Linked DNA regions of Sus scrofa: region 2 is linked to region 1. Evidence: chromatin contacts called from public HiChIP or PLAC-seq data. All regions are on one chromosome and are shown on one strand. Each heading gives the region's core, a stretch centred on a gene start, on an enhancer-like site or on the middle of the called end of the contact. The rest is flanking DNA. Distances are from core to core; before and after follow the strand shown.

What was found. HiChIP or PLAC-seq counts read pairs in DNA pulled down with a chosen protein or histone mark.
Region 2: a contact with region 1 is called in an H3K27ac HiChIP or PLAC-seq map of alveolar macrophages. The contact joins the promoter of MFSD4B here to the promoter of RPF2 in region 1. A contact is called at or near these places in 1 of 47 Hi-C or Micro-C datasets (embryonic fibroblasts) and 2 of 2 datasets of contacts at active chromatin or transcription factors (alveolar macrophages and skeletal muscle).

Annotation. Positions count from the first base shown.
Region 1 is chr1:76,913,524-76,920,897 of Sscrofa11.1, reverse strand. It overlaps RPF2 (ribosome production factor 2 homolog), which reads right to left and starts at 3,784. Exons shown (of 9, transcript XM_021091234.1): 1 at 3,602-3,784.
Region 2 is chr1:77,156,142-77,162,994 of Sscrofa11.1, reverse strand. It overlaps MFSD4B (sodium-dependent glucose transporter 1), which reads right to left and starts at 3,644. Exons shown (of 5, transcript XM_003121369.4): 1 at 3,290-3,644; 2 at 503-671. The coding sequence starts at 3,340.

The DNA.
Region 1 (7,374 bases), core at 2,535-5,034:
CATATTACAAAATGTTGACTTATGTGCAAATCCTAAAAAAAAAAAAAAAAAAATCAGCAAAGAACGTGAGTTCCTGTTGTGGCTCAAAGGTAACAAACCCAACTACTATCCATGAGGATTTGGGTTTGATCCCTGCCCTCACTCAGTGGGTTAGGGACCCCATGTTGCTGTGGCTGTGGTATAGGCCAGCAGCAACAGCTCCAACTGAACCCCTAGCCTGGGAACCTCCATATGCTGCTTGTGGGGCCCTAAAACACACACACACACAAATCAACAAAGATATTACATAACATGTATCAGTTAGGATTCCACCACTCAACAAAATCTCACTTTTTAAGGAGACATTAGTGAAAGATACTCAGATATTAACTGTTATATAGGTGTCAATTTTATTATCTTTTGGTCTTTTAAAAAAGAACAACAACAACAAAAAAAAGACTTCCTTTTTTTTTTTTTTTTTGTCTTCTTGCTATTTCTTGGGCCGCTCCCGCGGCATATGGAGGTTCCCAGGCTAGGGGTTGAATCGGAGCTGTAGCCACCGGCCTACGCCAGAGCAACAGCAACGCAGGATCCGAGCCGATCCGAGCCGCGTCTGCAACCTACACCACAGCTCACGGCAACGCCGGATCCTTAACCCACTGAGCAAGGGCAGGGACCGAACCCGCAACCTCATGGTTCCTAGTCGGATTCATTAACCACTGCGCCACGACAGGAACTCCCTCTAAACCTTTTAAAAAAAATTTTTTTTTAAAAGGGGAGTCCACATGGTGGCACAGAGGTAACAAATCCAACTAGTACCCATAAGGACATGGGTTCGATCCCTGCCCTCACTCAGTGGGTTAAGGATCTGGCTGTGAGCCATGGATGTGGGTCGAAGACTCACCTCAGACACCACCCCCCTGCCCCCAGTTGCTGTGGCCGAGCTGTAGGCTGACAGCTACAGCTCCAATTCAACCCCTAGCCTGGTAACTTCCATATGCCTCAGGTACAGCCCTAAAAAGCAAAAAAGTAAAAAAAAAAAAAAAAAAAAAGAAAGAAAGAAAGAAAGAGGAGGAGTTCTGCTGGGGCCCAGGTTCAATCCCTGGTCTGGCAGCTGAGATCTCACATCAAGCCATTGCATGCCACAGCCAAAAAAAAACTGCAAAGCAGTAATACTCACTTAAATCCTTTTTTTTGGTGGTCAGGGTGGGGTGGGTGGGGGCACAGCAGCAGTTTAATGTGGAATCTCTGTTCCCAGACCAGGGATTGAACCCTGGCCCCAGCAGCGAAAGCACTAAGGCCTAACCACTAGCGAACCCCCACTATTGCTACTTTTACTCCATTATTTTTTCTTTAATCTTAAAGCAGTCAAAACAGTACTCTACAGGAATTCCCTCTGGTGCATAGGGTTAAGGATCCGGCATTGCCACTGCACCAGCTTGGGTTGCTGCTGTGGCTCCAGGTTTGATCCCTGGCACAGGAACTTTCACATGACGCAGGCACAGCAAAACAAAACAAAACAAAAAAAACAACAACAAAAAGTACTCTTCACCCTAATACAAAGAACTGCACACCAACTGCTAATCAACCAGTAAGCAGCTACTAAACATAAGGAGGCAACTTACTGCTTATTGTTCCTCCAGGTTTAAACCACAACACCTGCCACTGTCCCACTCCAACATCACGCCTAAGCAAGTCAAACATTATTGTCCTCAAATGGGAAAAATAATGATTGACACTTTTATAGAGTCAGTCTATTTAGGCTTAATCTTTTACAGGTGAAGCAACTGAGGCTCAAGAGGTAACGTGCCCAGTCACAGAGCTTTGAAAGAAGGCCAATCTACAAAAGGAGCTACATTAAAAAAAACCCATCAAGGAGTTCCCGTTGTGGCTCAGTGGTTAACAAACCTGACTAGTAACCATGAGGTTGCTGGTTCAATCGCTGGCCTTGCTCAGTGGGTTAAGGATCTGGCGTTGCCATGGGCTGTGGTGTAGGTGGCAGACGCAGCTTGGATCCCACCTTGCTATAGCTCTAGCGTAGGCCGACAGCTACAGCTCAGATTGGACCCCTAGCCTGGGACGGCCCTAGAAAAGACAAAAAATAAATAAATAAAAAACCCATTGAGAGCAATCACTATGCAAAACATGAAGGGAACCAGCTTAAAAAAAAAAAAAAAAAAAAAACCATTAAGGGGAAACAACTCCATTTTCTCCAAAAAAAAAATATATACACACACTTACCTTACCATGCAGAGTTTAAAAATTCTCCTCCAGATAAAATGTCAAGGACATACAGTTTCTAATCATTTACTAGTTGATAAAGATACATATTTTTCCGTCAAATCAAGAGAGATTTATGCGTCTACATGGCAATAAAAGTGCTATAAGCTCTGTATTCCATGTGATTTACTTCTCACCAGTAAGTAAGGTAAATAACACTCTGTACATTTTACTACTGTTTGTCCCCCAATGAGACAGTAATCTAGTCTTATTCATCTGTGTAGCCCTCATACCTGGAGGAATATACAGCAGATACACAAAAATCTCTGAATTAATGACCAAAAGAAAAATTTGTCCTTTTGATTACATGTTGGTCTGTTTTCGATTTTTAGGGCCGCACCTGCGGCATATGAAGTTCCCAGGCTAGGGGTCAAACTGGAGCTGCAGGTGCTAGCCCATGCCACAGCCACGCAGGATCCGAGCTGCGTCGGCGACATACCTAAGCCGCAGCTCACCTCAAGGCCGGATCCTTAACCCACTGAGCGAGGCCAGGGATGGAAACCACATTCTTATGGGTAACAGTCTGGTTGGTTACCGCTGAGCCAGGATGGGAACCCCCTGATTACATGTTAACCCAGGTTACACGCAAGAAAAGCATGGCAAGTAACAGCAGAACTATTTGAGAGATGGATTACTATTTCCTGAAGGAATTTAAAATAGACATTCAAGAATAACTAAGAACTGTACAAGTTTGGGAGAAAGAGAAAAAGCTAATGATGGAAGTTCCTTGGTGGCCTAGTGGTTAAAGACTCCGCTGTTGTCACTGCTGTAGCTCGGGTTCGATACAGGGCCCCGATGCGGGGCTAAACGGAAAAAAAAGAAAAAGCTAATGAGAATGTCTACTTGCTGAAGCAAAGGCTTTGTATACATTCTTGCAAATAATCCTCAGTTTCCTGAAGTACGACTATTATGAACACTATTTTATAGAGCAACTGAGACTTAGGGAGATTAAAAGGACCAGACACAAAGCTTTACGGTGGACACGCCTGGACTGTCGCCTAAATCTGTCAGATTCTGCGGCCTGTGTTCGGAACCCCTCCCTCTACCACTTTCCTCACACTTCTGTGGAAGCCAAGACATTTCCAATTGGCTACCACACAAGCGTCCAATGCCCCCGTACCACCTCCACCCAGCGGCTCCCACTCGTGGACTTTCCGGCTCTTCGTCTCCCTGCAGCATCCACAGAGGGAGCGCCAGGCTAATGCATAGATCCGCCCGGACCGGAACGGTTCTAAGGCAAGTGTGCGGCCAGGAAGAGCTGGAGACAGAGGCTCTACCACTCCGTTCTGCTACAGGAACCCCCTGCCCAACGTTACCCAGGGAAGGGGCCTAACGCACTTACACAACTCGATCCAAAGCGTCCATCGCTACCGCAACAAGAAACAGATGAATGCACGTGTACCGCTCACTACAATGCCGGGCTTTGGCAAGGGCGGAACTGGCGGATCCGCGGAACCGGAACTTGTGCGCTACGTCACTTCCTGGGGCCGCCCCGCCACGGAAGCCTAGAGACACTAGCGGCCGTTTTTGATGAAATCGCGCTCTGTTACCTTGGTTACAGGTTCCTGCCTGGGTTTTTTTCTGGAAGTACCTCTAGGAGCTTGATGAACACACCTGTATGTATAGCGGACTCATCTATTCAAGGACCAGGTGTTAGTGATCTGGGAATCCCCTCGGGATGCTAGAAAGGTTGATGTCAATAGATACATTATACTAAAGTTATCAGTGAAATGCGCTTTTTCTTTTTTTTTTTTTTTTTATTTTGCTTTTTAGGGCCGCACCTGTGGCATATGGAGGTTCCCAGGCTAGGGTTCAAATCGGAGCTGCAGCCGCCAGCCTATACCACAGCCACAGAAACGGAGGATCCAAGCCTCGTCTGCGACCTACACCACAGCTCACTACCACCCCTGCTCCTTAAACTCTGAGCCAAGCCAGGTATCCAACCCGCAACCTCATAGTTACTAGTCTGGTAGGTCAACCACTGAGCCAAGATGGGAATTCCTAAAATGTGCACTACTGACATAAATGCAATACCAGTAAAGCAGAGTTTATAACAGTGCCTGGCACGTAAGAGGTGTCCATAATATAACAGCTCTTAATCGTTATTTTTCCCCAAAATTGCAAATTGCTGTATACTTCACTTACTATAAGTTATCCCTGTAAAGTGTACAATTTAGTGTCTTTAGTGTATTTACAAAGATGTACATCCATCACCACTATCTAATTACAGAACATTTTATATCACCTATCTCCTAACCTAGTAGCACTCAGCCATTTCCACTCTTTTTTTTTTTTTTGCCCCTTCTACAGAATGTAAAAGTTTAGGGACCAGGGAACCCCCCCCCCCACATCCTGGGGCAAGTGAAGTGACCCAAAAGCATCCACCTGATCCATAGCAGTGACTTAGCCCACTGGGCCACCAGGGAATTCTCCCACTTTCCGCTCTTACCTCCCCTGAGCTATGTCTGGGTAGATGTACCTATTGAGAACACAGCATATAAATGAATTTATACAATATGTGTCCTTTTGTGTCTGGCTTATTTCACTTACTGTGTTCATATATGTTCACATGTTTTCATACAGGGTCATATGTGTTGATGCATGTATCAGTACTTAATTCTCAGTACACTTTTTTTTTTGGCTGCACCTGTGGCATATGGAATTTCTCAGGCCAGGAATCAAATCCAAGCCACAGCTGCAACTTATGCTGCAGGTGCAGTTAATTCTTAATCCACTGAACCACAGCAGGAACTCCTCAGTGCATTCTTTATGTAGGACAAAATAATTGTCAATTCTATAGATACGTAATGTTTATCCATTCAAAAATGTTTCCACCTTTTTATTATGGATTATGCTGCTTTCAATATCCATGTACAGGGTTTTTGTTTAGATTTTCTCCAATTCTATAGAAGTAGAACTGCATATGGTAAGCCCCATTATGGGTGACATTTTGAGGAACTGCCAAACTATTTTCTGCCTGCATCATTTTACAGTTCCATTAGCAATGTAACAGGGTTTGGAATTGTTTTTTTTTTTTTTTTTTTTTTTTTTTTTGTCTTTTTGCTATTTCTTGGGCCGCTCCTGCGGCATATGGAGGTTCTCAGGCTAGGAGCCAGAGCCACAGCAACGCAGGATCCGAGCCGCATCTGCAACCTACACCACAGCTCACGGCAACGCCAGATCGTTAACCCACTGAACAAGGGCAGGGACCAAACCCGCAACCTCATGGTTCCTAGTCGGATTCATTAACCACTGCGCCACGACGGGAACTCCATGGAATTGGTTTTTCTCTTGCTACTGTAACAAATTATCACAAGTTTACTGGTGTAAGATAACACATGTATTATGTTAGCATTCTAGAAGCCAGAAGCCTGAAATTAGTTTTTCAAATATAAAATTAAGATATCAGTAGAGCTACATTCTCTCCAGAAATTCCAGGGAGAATCTGTTTCTTTACCTTCCAACTTGGAGATGCTGTTTGCATTCCTTGGTATTCCTCCATCTTCAAAAAGCATCATTTGAACTTTTTCTCTGACTCTAAGACCTTTTACTCCATCATATAAAACCCTTGGGATTACATGTGGCTCACCTGGTTAATTCACAATAATACCACCTATCTCAAGATCCTTAATCATTTAACAAATTCCCTCTGGCCAAGGTACTCACAGATCCCTGAGTTTAGAACACAGGCATCTTTTGGGAGGTAGCATTATTCTATCAACCACAGCTTCCAACTTCTCCATTCCTCTCCAAAATTTGCTCTTGTTTTTTCATTAAGCCATTGGAGCAGGTGTGAAGTAGTAACTGGTAGTTTTCATTTGCATTTCCCTGATGACAAAGGATTTTGAGGTTAGGCTCTGGTTAGTTTTTCTTGAGGGCAGACCTTGTTAAAAACAGAGTGCTCTGGGAATTCTTTGGTAGCCTAGCGGTTAAGGATGTGGTTTTTTCACTGCTGTGGCTCAGGTTCAACCCTGGCCTGGGGAAATTCTACATGCCATAATCACCCCCCCCAAAAAAAAACCCAGAATGCTCTGGCATAACTCTAGCATATTTCAAAATGGTTCCTTTCTGGAAACACAAGGAAATTTTTCTGCATCATTCACTGTGAGAACCTAGTTGGAGGTAAAATTCATGAGTGTGAACGAGGATCCCCAATGGCTATGTTCTCCCGGAGTTTTTAACTCTCAGTGTTGTCCCCCTTGAACCTCCAGCAATTCATTGATTACAGTTCAGATTTTCCTAGCCCAGCACTGGTTCTCAGAGAGGTTTGTGCTTATGGGGTTTTTGTAATGCTCTGTATTCACCCGTCTCTCCGATTTTGGAGGCAGAGATTTGCCCTGTGACCTCACTTCTCTGATAGGTCCAAGAAGAGATGTTGATTTTTCAGTTCACCTTTTTGCTTGTTAGGATGGAGCAGCTACTTCTAGCTTCTTAGTGCCAGACCAGAAACCACAAGTCTCTGTGATAACACAGTGGATTCTTGAAAAGAAGGTTAGGGTGACAACCCCTCCAAATCCGCATATAATTTTACAGTTGGCCCTCTGTATCTGTGGTTCTGCATCTGAAGATTCAACCCATCAGAAACAGCATAGTACATATTAACTGAAAAAAGTCCGTACATGTGGACCTGCACAGTTCAAACCCTACAGTTCAAGGATCAGCTGTATTTTACTGCATGCCAGACATTGAATTTTACCCTGTTGGGTGCTAGATATATTAAAAATGTTCTTATGTTGTTCTGGGATACAATTGACTTTAAAAACAGTTAAATCCTTTCAGTTCTTGCTTTTAACCTTGGTTAGGTGGGGGCGAGATCCTCAGTTAAGCTAATTTTGCTCCACTATTGAGGCAAACCCTTCTGAAAACTCTATTCATGCCTCATCAATTATGTGGGTTTCCACTCTGGCTGGGAACTGTAAGCTCCAGGGATTGTTCAGATGGCTTCCCCCCCACCCCACCCCCAGTGGTTTTCTGACACACATGTGATCAGTATTCTGAAGACTCCAGGAAGACTTTACAGATCACTGAATTTCTCTCTGCACACCCTCCCCCTCCAATATGCTGATCTGCAAACCAGGCTCCTTAGTCTCCCTAGACTCTCAGTTCCATCTCAAA
Region 2 (6,853 bases), core at 2,395-4,894, 240 kb before region 1:
TAAGTTGTCAACCACTCTTAAGTCAGTGTGTTTCAAACTTTTTGTGTGTGTGTCTTTTTAGGGCTGCACCTGCAGTATATGGAGATTCCCAGGCTAGGGGTTGAATCAGAGCTGCAGCTGCCAGCCTACACCACAGCCACAGCAATGCAGGATCTGAGCCGAGTCTGCCACCTACACCACAGCTCACAGCAATGCCAGAACCTTAACCCACTGAGCAAGGCCAGGGATCGAACCTGCATCCTCATGAATGCTAGTCGGATTCATTTCTGCTGAGCCACGAAGGGAACTCCCTGTTTCAAACTTAAAAACAGACTGTAGGTGTTCCGTGGTGGCTCAGCAGGTTAGGGATCCAGTACTATCACTGCTGTGGCATAGGTTCTATTCCCGGCCCAGGAACTCCTGCATGCGGTGGCCAAAAAAACACTCCCCCACCCCCCAAAAAAAACCCCAAACTGCAAATTCCTTGAAAGTCACAAAGAAGCTAAAATTGATGTTTACTTACCCAAAAGAAGAAAATGATTGATACTGTCAAAAAGAACTCCACCAACCACAGAGCCACCCAAGTATCCAAACGCACGGCCCACAAAAATTAGAGAAAGGCTGCTGATATTGCGGTTCACATTTGTTGCCAAATCTTGAAACGTGGGTCCCAGTATGGCAATACTGATTCCCTAAAATTTAAAAAGACAGAGGCTTTTATTTACCATCATTAAAAAGATGTCCGGAGTTCCCTTTGTGGCTCAGTGGTTAACGAATCCGACTAAGAACCATGAGGTTGCGCGTTTGATTCCTGCCCTTGCACAGTGGGTTAACGATCCGGCATTGCTGTCAGGTGTGGTGTAGGTTGCAGACACGGCTCGGATCCTGCGTTGCTATGGCTCTGGCGTAGGCCAGCAGCTACAGCTCCGATTAGACCCCTAGCCTGGGAATCTCCATGTGCTGCAGATGCGGCCCTAGAAAAGGCAAAAATAAATAAATAAATAAATAAAAATAAAAAGATGTCTATCTACAGAGTAGCTTTTTTCAATATTAAGTAGGAAGGAGAAGGGGAGTTCCCACTGTGGAGCAGTGGGTTATGGATCCAGTATTGCCACAACTGTGGCTCTGATTCAATCCCTGGCACCAGAACTACTTCCATATACCACAGATGAGGCCATTAAAAAGAAGAAGAAGAAGAAGGAGAGAGGAGTTCCTTTCATGGTTAAGTGGTTAAGGAACCCAATTGGGATCCATGAGGATTCAGGTTCCATCCCTGGCCTCAATCAGTTAAGGATCCAATGTTGCCATGAGCTGTGGTGTAGGTCGAAGATGCACCTCGGATTCCACGTTGCTGTGGTGTAAGCCAGCAGCTACAGCTCCAATTCTACCCCGAGCCTGGGAACCTCCATATGCTGTGCAGGTGTGGCCCTAAAATAGCAAAAAAAGAAAAGAAAAAGGAAGGAGGGGATTTCAATGTAATGAAGGAGATTAAGTTCCACAATCGGGATAAATTCACCATGCTTTCACCGTGACAACAGTAGTACTACTAAAGCTGTAGATCCTATTTCTGGTGTGCCAAATCCTATTGTTTTTCTAGTTCTAAATTTTTAAAAAATTCTTTAATTCTTTTGACTTTATGGTCCAATGCCGTTTCCTTTTCGAACAATACTGTAAAAGACTACAGTATTTTGTATTTAGTAAAATGTAGCATTAACATTTTTTTGAAATAGTTTTGTATAGTCTGAAATATATTGCATGCATGCATAACACAAAAATTTTGATGTTAAAAATTTAAGCTACCAAACCATCAAAAGATGACCCCTATTTTTTGATGACCTTAAAACAGCAACATTTCTGGATGTACATGGGGTCTTTCCTCTGAATTACACATACAAAACACCAGAGAAACAATTTGGTTCTAAATCTACACTTTTCTTCAAAGACTAACCAGGCCTCAGGTGTAGTCTATAAGGCTTTTTAAAAGAGTATTACACCTGTATGCAATGACGTTAAGCATTTTACTCAGTCGATGTGATATTAGCCTTTTTTTCTTTTATTTTTAAGGGCCGCACCTGCGGCATATGGAGGTTCCCAGGCTAGGGGTCTAATCAGAGCTGTAGCCATTGGCCTACACCACAGCCACAGCAACGCAGGATCTGAGCCGTGTCTGCAATCTACACCACAGCTCACGGCAAAGCCGGATCCTTAAACCCCTGATCAAGGCCAGGGATCGAACCCGAAACCTTATGGTTCCTAGTCGGATTCATTTCCCCTGTGTCACGACGAGAACTCCGAATATCAGAATTAGGGGTTACATCTGGCTTTTATAGGAAATTCGTTGCATGCACGCACACACAGAAAATGTTTCCAATTGGCCTACATTTCAAGACTAAGTGATTCTAGTTGCACGCTTTGCTGTATTTCCCCCCCCCCCCCCCCCCCCACAGCGGGCGCAGTCCTCAACTAAAGGCTGGCAGGGAGTGAAGGCTGAGTCCAGCTCTACTCAAATTAGTACCCGCCTGTAAAGCAGTTAACAGGACCTGGCACAGCGTCTGCAATGACTTTTCTTCAAATACAAACACTCTAAGAATCAAGTGTGGCTTAGAAAAAGGTACTATGTGACCAGGAGAGATGCTGCTCAGAGGACTCACCCTCCCAACTACCCAGGATACCAATATTTAGGACAGATGACCAAGGGAGGTTTCTAGGGGGTAAAAAAGGTAATCGCGGGGTGGCCAAGGGGTTTGGCAAAAGACGCTTCTAGTCTTGCAATTCGTTCTAAGAAAAACACTGAAGGATCTGCAAATTTGTTTTAGGTAAAAATTGTAGGCAGGATAAGAGACGGCATTCCTGGCTCAACCACTTAACCAGCCGTATGGTCCGAAAAAGTCACTTTCCCGGGCCTGTTTCCCCAGGCTGCAAAAATGAGGGTTGAATTTGGTCAGCCGAGATGGAGGCAAAAGGAAAAGCAACTTTGTGAAATAATTTGGGGGTTGGTTTGGTGCGGGAGGGTTGAGGGCAGCGAATATAGACCAGCAACCCCTTTTGCATTGCCCCTAATCCCACGGAGGAGAGGTAGAAAGGTTTGCTGGAGTTGGAAAATATATTACGAAAATCGATTTCACACTTGACAATAAACCTCTATAATTCTGTGCCCATTTTTCAGATTACAAAACTGAGGCTCGGGTAGATTAATACACCCAAGGTCAAACAGTCTGCAAGCGGCCAAGACACCGGCTCGGAAGGTCGCGTTCTCTGCAGGACACCTGCTCACGCCTCAGCCCGGGAAGGTTCCAGCCCCCGCTCTCACCAGCCCCAGGAAGGCAGCACACAAGAGGACGGTGATGAACCAGCGCAGCATGCTCCCGGCCCGGTCGCTCCGCCGGGAGCCCACCACCGCCTCTTGCTCATTCTCCGCCGCGGCCTCGGCTTGGAGGAGCCGCTGCCCGGCAGCCGGGGCCCCGGCCCCATGGGGTTCCAGTTCCAGCTCCAGTGTGGCTGTTCGTGAGCAGCGATCTTGCTGCCGCCCGGCTTCTCAGCGGAGCCTCGGGAACTCCGAGCCCTGTCCCAATCCGGCGCCTCCAGACCCAGCGGTCCGGGCTGGCGCCACCTCCCCGGGGGCGGCCCCAGTTAGGGCCCTGGCGTCCAGTTTCGGAACGCGCTAGGTGTCACAGGCTGCGGACTCACGCTCTCTCTTGCGCAGGACGCTTGCGCGGGTCACGTGGCGGAAATGTGGCCTCTTGCCAGCCGCGGCCTCACAGCAAACCGGAAGTTGATAGGGTTGCCCTGGAGACCGGACACAGCGCTCAGGGTTCAGCGTCTCTCTTGGCTGAGCCCGCAGAGGCCCTGCAGGCGGGCGCCCCGAGGCGGAGCGAGCTACAGCTGCAGCCTGGGACCAGAAGAATCAGGAGGTACGATGCAGCCAAGCCGTTAGGAGGAAATAGGGGCCAAGAAATGCTAGTTATGTCTTCGCGCCGGCTCTCCGGGGTCTCCTGGGAGTAGAGGGAATCCCAGGTCTGTCCCTTGTACGACTTTCTAAAATTGCTGCCCCAGTTCCTTTGAGATTTGTCGTTTATTGATTTGTCGTTCATCTGTCACCCCTCAACATTTGTTGAACCACGTATGTAAGCTTTCACTTGTATTATCTCAGTTGATCCTCACTCTAAAATACATGTTATCCTGATTTTACAGATAGGACACTTGAGTCATAGAAAGTAGCAATTTGCCCAAGGTCAATCAGCGAATCTGTGGTTGTGCATAAACAGTGTTAACAGTAGCTCAGGATAGAAATTTGGAACCCAAGTTGCAGTCACAAGCACACTCTCGCCCCAGTCCCTACAAATATTTCCATTGTTGTAAGGAAGTAGGGGCAGAGCTTCAATTTGCAGAATCCCTGAATAAGGTTATGCCAGCGGAGAAGCTACAGCTTTGTCTTAGGTATTCTACCCCAGCGTTTTGCTCTTTGACCAAATAGACCACAGCCTCACAATTCGTAAATATTTTTCTTTATCATCTATCTAAAATGTTCTTTTCCACCTGATTACTCAGCCTTTCATCCACTTAGGCTCCCAGATTATACACACCTGTGTCTCATCATCATTTCCCTTGCAACCCATTTCTCCAGCCCCATCCATTTGGGCATTAAGCCCTTCCCAATTTACCTCAGAAAGCACAGATAGTATGATTTAAGAGAACCTGTCTTAGTGTTTCAGAGTCAGGGACTGACTATCTCTTTGAGAAAAATTTAATGTAGTGGAGACAAAAGGTATATATGTATAGTAAAGAGAATAGAAGGTGATATGGGAGAAGCAGATTAGGTTCAAATTATTTAGGGCTTTATATGCCATACTAAGGAGTTTGAACTTGAGCAACACACTCTTACTGGCATACGAATTTAATAAAACCAAAAATATGTTGTAGGAGTATCAAGCTTCACAGTATTTTATCTTTATGACCTAAAACTGAGCTTGTCATTTTCCTCAATAAATCTGTTCCTACTCTGTGACATTGCATGCTGGTACCACCATCCACCCACACATTTATGTGAGGAATCTGAGATCCTAACTTGATGCCTCCTTCTTTCTCTCTCTTCAGTTTATCACCAAGTCCTGCCTATTTTACTTCTACAGCTGTTTCTAAATTCAGGCCTCTACACCTATCATCACAGACTGCTATTAAAACTTGGTCATCTCACCAACACTGTTGCCCCAACTTGTTTTTTCCCTCTAGTCTTCTGTTCTCCAAATTCATCTTTCTCCTTTAAGTATATAACTGAAATGAAAATCTGCTACATAAAAGGCTTCAACTCCTCCTAAAGAATAAAATCCAACTTTATCCACCCCACCCATCTCTCTAGCTTCACCTCTTCCTGTCTCCATCTCATTCTTTACATTCTAACAACATCAAAATCACTATTGGTTCTTAACACATCACAGGTTGTTCCTCACTTCCTTACCTTTGATCATACTGTCCCTTCTGCCTAAAATGCCTCCTTTCTCTTCCACTGCTGTGACAGAGGCTGCTAGCTATTCTTCGGAATCTGTTTGCCCTTTTTTCTTAATAAAGTTCTAACCAGGACATGGCTGCCCAGCTTCACTGCATCTCCCAGCTGAGTGTGCAATTTAGAGATGCCAATAGAAGGTGGGCAGAAAAGCCAGGGGCCTTAAGACAATTGATGTCTGTTTTTCCTCCATGCCATCTTTTTTCTTCCTCACCTGGATCCTGCGCGTGGTTGGACAGAGTTTCAACCTTAGAGATGATGACAAAGCCTCAGGGCACTGAAGACCCATAAAATGGAAGGAGCCTGGGTCCCTGAATGATAAAAGAAACAGAGCTATGCCCCTGTCAACCTGGTCTCCTCTGTGACTATTACATGAGAGAAAAATCTCTTTGTTTTTTAAATCAGTGAATTTTTGTTACAGTAGCCTAGTCTCCCCTAATAGTACATGCCTTATTCCTGTCTATCTTTTCAGTAATCCTACATATTTCAGAGTTTCCATCGCGGCTCAGTGGTTAATGAATCAGACAAGTATCCATGAGGATCCGGGTTCAATCCCTGGCCTTGCTCAGTGGGTTAAGGATCCAGTGTTGCTGTGAGCTGTGGTGTAGGTCGCAGACACAGCTGGGATCTGGCATTGCTGTGCCTGTGGTGTAGGCTGGCAGCTACAGATCTGATTGGACCCCTAGCCTGGGAACCTCCATATGCCACAGGCACGGCCCTAAAAAGAAAAAGAAGAAAAAAAAAAAAGAATTTAGGAGGAAAAAAAACTTTTATATTCACCTATTCTTTTGTTGTTCTTCCTTTGTTCCTGACCATCCATGTTTCTCTCTGGTATCTGTTTCCTTCATCCTAAAGAACTACTTTCAACATCTCTTTAGGGCAGATCTGCCGGCAGAAGCTTTCTAGGTTTTCCTTCATCTGAGAATGATGTAATTTCACCTTCTCACCTGAAAATATTTTCACTGGATATGGGCTTGGTGTGGTGGTTCATTTCCCTCTAGCTACTTTCAAAAACTTTTTCTTGGGGTTCTCATCGTGGCTCAGTGGTTAATGAATCTGACTAGCAACCATAGGTTGCGGGTTCGATCTCCGGCCTTGCTCAGTGGGTTAAGCATCTGGCGTTGCCGTGAGCTATGGTGTAGGTTGCAGATGCAGCTCGGATATGGCATTGCTGTGGCTGTGGTGAAGGCCGGTGGCTCCGATTGGACCCCTAGCCTGGGAACCTCCATAGGCCGAGGGAGTGGCCCAAGAAATGGCAAAAAAGACCAAAAAAAAAAATTTTTTTTTTTCTTCATCTTTGGTTTTCAGCGGTTTGAGTTTCATGTTTCTCTTTCTAGGCATGGTTTTCTTTGAATTTAATTGTTGGTGTTCATC